2 separate regions of the Mus musculus genome follow, and region 1 is linked to region 2. Evidence: chromatin contacts called from public HiChIP or PLAC-seq data. All regions are on one chromosome and are shown on one strand. The core of a region is the stretch at or near the end of the contact, and the rest is flanking DNA. Distances in the headings are between cores, read along the strand shown.

Region 1 (2,965 bases), core at 219-2,718, 660 kb before region 2:
GTCTCTCTCCTGTTGGACACTAAGGCTACTTCTCTGAGATGAAGACAAAGGTTTTGAGTCCCACCCTCCCAAGCCCAGCAAGTACCACCAAATTCTGGCTTCCAACCCTTTCCTGTACACCCTCTGGTTACACAGGAATCCCTGGACACAGTCTCACCCAAGGCTACTATGAGGAGTTCTCTTGTGCCAGCATCACTTACCTTCAGCATCTTTGGCTTCTTCATCAGGACCAACCTCTAAACAAAACATGATCAATCAACAGAGGTCCTGTTCCAACTCAGATTCCCCCAAGAGCATTCCCCATGGTCAGGCAGGATATTCTGCTGGTTTGTAGGGTCAACCACAAACGAAGCTCTGTATTGACAATCATCACCCAGAAAGCAGACTGCTGCATCCCCCGAGCCCAGACAGGGACACAAGCTAGCAAGCACCTGTTGGACGACTTAAGACACCACCCCTAGCCCCTCATCCCCTCACCCTGGGCTGTACCTTCTACGTTGGCCTCCTCTGTCTCAGCCTCACCCTCAGGCTCAGGTTCAGCCCCACCAGCCTCCTCCTCCTCCACTGCCTCCTCTTGCTCTGGAGAGGTAAAAAAGACACCATGACCAACTGACCCTCTCTCTTAACGTGCAGAAAGCACCCCCAGAACAGAGATCACATCGGGAGGGTAGAACAGAGCCAGTAACATCCAGGCTCACATGATATAGGAGCCACAGACCCAAATGACAGAGGAATGCTGTTTGGCTCCTGGTTCAAACTGGAGCACAAAGCCACGCCCAGCCCAGGACTACTTCTGCAAGCAAAGATTCCTATAACCTCACCCACTCATCTACACTCTCATCCATGCCTCAACCGCCCCCCAAGTAAGTCAGTGCCCCAGAGTTCCCTGTCTGCTCCTTTGCAGGTAAAGTGAAATCCAACAGAAGGGTCCCATCTGACTGGTAAGTACCCCTAAATTTGGCTCCCTGAGAGTTTGGAAATCTGAGCTGGGTCTTCCCTAGTGTAGAAACACATTATATACATAGATAAAATATAATGGTGTGGCGGTGGGAAACACCAGTGACAGGACATCAAGACTCACTGCTGGGGACTAGTTGGGGTGAAGTTCTGTCTAGCCTCTTTCTGTCCAGTTTAGCACTAGCTTCCCCCATGACCTTCCTGGGGACAGAAATCCATCGTCTTCCCCAACTGTTCACCCCAGAGGTGCTGGCACCACAGGACAGGTCCTGACTAAACTGAGGTGCTAGGGAAAGTCTGTTGTGAATCCAGTGTCTCTTCAAGTCCTTCTTCCAAACCCAACAGAGGTTGTGCGGGCGGATGAAAGGTCCAATAGTTAGAGAGATGTGCTACCCAGAAGGTTGCCAGCAGTTTCTATTTTCATCGTTTGCTTGACAGGATGTGGATGGACCCCGCCTCTCCCAACATTCTGAAGGGACAGACAGATTAGGGAGACAGGATGCCATCCAGACCATGACTCAGCTTGGCGGAAGTGCTTGTAACATTCAGTGATTGATAGACTGACAAGTGGTGGCCCCTTGGCAGAGGGAGAAGAAACACCTCAGGACAGAAAGAACCATCAGAGGAGAGAGGGCCTCCACCCCCACTGCCTCATCGTCTCTGCCCTCCTTTCTTAGGACTGGGTCCCCACTGAAGTCCTGGGGTGCCTCTTCTTTCAACCCTCCAGGAGGTTTGTCAGGTAGCATAAGAGTAGAGGAAGGTGGCCAGCTATGGGGTCCACCCTGAGGCCACCTCTTCTCCCATTCACCCTAAGTTTCATTTTCCTGTGCCACGTGCCATGGGCCCAGTGGTCATTTAGAAGCCCAAGGAACAGGTCACACTTAGGCCTCCCTGGACATCACTGTAGGAAAGCCAGTCCTAAAATTAAGCCCCATTCTGTCTCCCCTCGCCTCCTGTTACCCCCAAGAAGCAAGTCCACCTTCACCCCACCTCTCAGCAGAACACATCTGAAAGCTGACATCATGTCCTTTCTGCTCTGGCTATTTCTGGCCTTTTCTGTCCCCAGAGCCCAACCTTGCCTTAGGCAAAACAGGGAAGGTCCCCACATGAACACTGACATGAGCAGTGGAGCAGCTGGGGTTTGTTCCTATCACAGGAATCCTTCTGTGACCATATGTGGAGCAGGTGGGAAGACAGGATAGCCCAGATCCTTCCCACTTCCCTCCCAGAAGGAAAAGAGGGAATGGGGGAGGGGTCCTAGGGTCCTGGCCCTCTGAAGTTGTTGGTCTCCCTAGCCTAAGCCCAGAGCCCAGGAGGAGCAAGAAAGCAGGGACAGGCACAGGATAGGGAACGCTGTACTACCGTCCTCCTCTTCTTCACTCCAGTCTTCCTCTTCCGGGTGCAGGAGGTGGCGGTGGCGACAGCAAAGGGAGCAAGCAGAACAGGTTAGTGTGCGGTGCAAAGCCTGGCAGCAGCGCAGACCACAACCAGCTCAGAGTTAGGCCTGAACTCTGATTCACAAGTCAACATTCAAGCAATATGGCAGCCTCACTCCTCGTGACATGCCTGAGCCTCAAGGACCATTGCCTGCCAACCACTACTGAGGATGGAGCAGCTTAGCATGCCTAGCAACTGAAAGCATTGAGAGAGAAGCGCCCCAGCTACAGGCCCTGGCTTCTCGCTCACTGAAATGGTAGACCCCAGTAGCAGGGAGAATAGGAAAAGATTTGACTCCCCCTCCAAGTACCCCACATTCCTGCTCTGAATGAGTTTTTGGACTGTCCCACAGAACATCTACCAAATCCCAGAATCACGGGTAGGAAAGTCCCACTGGGGGCCATACTAAGGGAGCTGGCATGGGCTGTTGGAAGGCCTGGGCTCATAATCTGAGGAGCCTGACCACTTCCCCGTTGTTCGTGATGCAAATCTCTGGTTAAGGAATTGCTTAACAGCGGTGGGAAGACCCTTTCCCCTAGAAACAAGACTCTTAGGATTATCTGTCCTATCG
Region 2 (3,035 bases), core at 87-2,586:
ACAACAGTCCATGGGTAGGTATTGTCAGTCCTGATTTACAGAAGCCATTCAGTGAGGACAGGCCCAGCCCAGATCTCACAGCTGATTGGTGAGGAACCAGGATAACCGATACCATGAATTCTCAAAATTCCACCACTTACACCACAATACTCTGTGCTGTCAGCAAATGCTCAGCCGAGGTTATTCACAACTCACCACTGCTAGAGAGCTGACTCAGTCACCCAGGGCAAGCGCTCCTGGGAGGTGGGTAGCAGAGGGTACCAGTAACCCTACAGTTGACAGACCTACCCCATCTGACTGCACTGTGCAGCTGCAAGAGGCAGAACTGGATCTTTCTTCCCACCTCCAAGGGATCCAGCCCTGTGATGTCATACTGCCGGGCAGGGCTTCCAGGGATTGCTGACGTCAGGAAACTGATCCACTCCACCCAGGAACTACTGTCGCTTGTCTGCATCTTAGCCATGAATGTAACTGCAGACCCTTACGAGTCCTCGTCCTGGCAGGACAGAGAAGATCTGTGGTTCCGGGATTTAAACTCATGGATGATTTTGGAGCCTCAAGACGGCTCTCTGTGTCTCTCGATAAGTCATTTGTCCTCTCTGGAAAACCTATAGGGGTGGTCAGACTCCTTCCTCAACAAGACAAATCGCCCAAAAGAGGTTGGAAGATCATTTTCCAAATGCCAGTTAGAGAGTGCCGGGAGCAGGGAGTGGGGGAGGCGGGTGTGTGTGTGTGTGTGTGTGTGTGTGTGTGTGTGTGTGTGTGTGTGTGTGTGTAGGTAGGACACCCAGTTGGTCCTGTTCTGTGTCCTCAGCTGTGTTGCTCCCCGCTGTGTCCTCTCCATCTCCACCCCCCTCTAGTCCCTGAGAGCTACAATGCACATGACTCACCCGGCTCTCTGCACCCAGTTTCAGCCTCACCCCACCCCTGCCCTTGGCTTTCCATTTGCTGTTTACTCCAGGGAGGGAGGCATAGGTGTGCCTGGTCACCTAACCCCAGAGGGGAGAGATACAGGATTCCAGGCTTGAGCCCCAGGACTCTGCTGGCTTCACTCCCACTGGTGATCTGGGGTAGGGATAGGGTTGAGTTTCTAGCAAGGTAAAGGGAGTGGGGAGAAAAAGGCTTCAAGTGGGCCCCACAGAGCCACCTAGCACTCTGGTCCATAGTCTCTGGTCTCCTCCCCCGCCCTTAGTCTTCCGGGGTCACCAGTGGTTTCAATTCTCCCCACCCCCACCTCCAGCATTGTTTGGTGGAGCAGCCCTGCCTAACCCTCACCCTGAGGACACCACACAGAGGTAAGGACACCCTGAAAGTGGTGGGAGCCAGCAAGGCTGCTGCTAGCTCTGAGGTGTGCAGGGCCAGGCCAGGCCAGGCCAGGCCACTCCCTGTGTTGAACTGGTACAGGGAGTAAAAGGTCACTGGTCCAGGACGCTGATAACCTTGTGTTGGGCTCAGAACATGATAACCCCAAGTATGGCATCTCAGCATGGTGCAGACTCTGGAGAAGTCCTGAAGGCTCCAAGTTAGCTCCTGCCTTTAGGTCTCCTAACCCTTTGTTCTCCCAAACTCAGTGATAAATGTTAGAAATCTTCCCCAAGGTAGATCTCAGACACTAGGCACCCTCTCCCCGAAAGTCACATAAAACTTAAAGAAAGCCGATCTCTTCTTTCTCCGCTAGAGACCCTGTGCCGAGGGGATTCCATGGCAGGAAGAGGACAGGCTACAGCGAGCACAGGAGGAATCTAAATGGGTGACCAGCTTTGCTGGGTCCACTTTTTCCAGCTCCATCCCTTTCCTGTGTCCAGACATATTTTTGCTCCAGCTGTTTGTTCTCCATCCTTCCTCAGCAGAGAGGATTTCCTTTCGGGGTCTTTGTCCTCTGAAGGCTCTGGGCTACGCGAAGCTCAAGCATTGTCTGGACACATGTGCTCTTCTGTCCTGACTTTTGTTGGTTCTGACCTAGGGAGTATGTGAGGAGAGGTGTCACACCTTTAACCTGCTTCAGATAGTGATGGAGAAGGGATGGGGGAGGGAGACTCCCTAGGACAGAGAGTGGTGACAGATACTGGACTGTGAACCTGGAAACTTGGCTCTAAGCCCTGACTTGGCTACCATTTCCCTTTGTGACACAAGGTTTGCCCATTAGCACATCTTGGTGTCACTGTATAAGCATCATCCACACAAGGCAGGGGCTCAGTCAGTCCAGGCTGCTTCCAGGGACCAACCTTCCCAAAGCCTCATCTATCCCTGCATCTCTTCTAGGGAGGAGACAAGAGACCCAGTTGGGTTGTGAAGTAAGGAAAGGGTCCCCAAACAACCCAGGAGTTCTACTCCAAATACCTAGGGGGACCTGCCCCTCCCCAGGCCCAGGCTCCAGACCACAGAACAGAAAACATAGGCAAGCAGGTGGAAAATTCCCTCTGGCTCTCTGCCCAGGCACCCTGGATTACAACTGTGCCAGCGCAGGCAGGCAAGAGCCGGGAGTCCAGGGTACCAAAAGATCGCCCAGCAGTTGCTTTGAGGCCTCGGTAGCTCAACTGTCTCCACTGTCCAGTCGCATAAATTATACTTTGCTCTGGTGGACAGAAGGTGTCCACCACAATTTGTTAAAATCTGTGTGCATCTCGGGAGTTGCTCCCCGAAGCTAAGATCATTGTTGTGCCTACTCTTCCTGGAACTCTGGTCCAGGGGTCCCCGTGACTCTAATGGAGGGTCCGGAGCCCGGAGCACATCAGAGGACATGTACAAATAGAGCTTTGGCAAGTGCTGCAGGGACAATCATCCCCGTGTGTGTTCCCTGGGTTCTGTGACCTTGGGCTGTACTACTCCTTTTAGTCCTTGACTTGCCCATCCAAACACAGGGACAACTGTCTGCCCCTGTCCTCCTGAAGGGCATGATGCAGAAAAGTAAATAGCTGGGTATACACGTGACTACAGGCTGGGAAGCAAAATAAGTCTCATGCCTACATGCCCAAGGACCTAGGGCCTGAAGAGCCAGGGCAGGCTTCATTGTGGAGACTCTGCAGATCCCGAGT

Evidence for each region. HiChIP or PLAC-seq counts read pairs in DNA pulled down with a chosen protein or histone mark.
Region 1: a contact with region 2 is called in a FOXA1 HiChIP or PLAC-seq map of pancreatic cancer cells. The contact joins two enhancer-like sites. A contact is called at or near these places in 1 of 115 datasets of contacts at active chromatin or transcription factors (pancreatic cancer cells) and 1 of 9 other capture datasets (macrophages).

The regions. Positions count from the first base shown.
Region 1 is chr1:135,843,169-135,846,133 of GRCm38.p6, reverse strand. It overlaps Tnnt2 (troponin T2, cardiac), which reads right to left. Exons shown (of 15, transcript NM_001130181.2): 4 at 490-579; 5 at 201-236. Among named protein-coding and RNA genes, the nearest start is that of Tnnt2, 8.3 kb to the right of the region's middle. Within about 2 kb of position 1,468, at least 33 of the 459 cell types and tissues checked have an H3K27ac peak or open chromatin away from gene starts, as enhancers often do. A contact at or near this core is called in pancreatic cancer cells, where this site is marked.
Region 2 is chr1:135,181,477-135,184,511 of GRCm38.p6, reverse strand. No RefSeq gene overlaps it. Among named protein-coding and RNA genes, the nearest start is that of Gpr37l1, 15 kb to the right of the region's middle. Within about 2 kb of position 1,336, at least 80 of the 459 cell types and tissues checked have an H3K27ac peak or open chromatin away from gene starts, as enhancers often do. A contact at or near this core is called in pancreatic cancer cells, where this site is marked.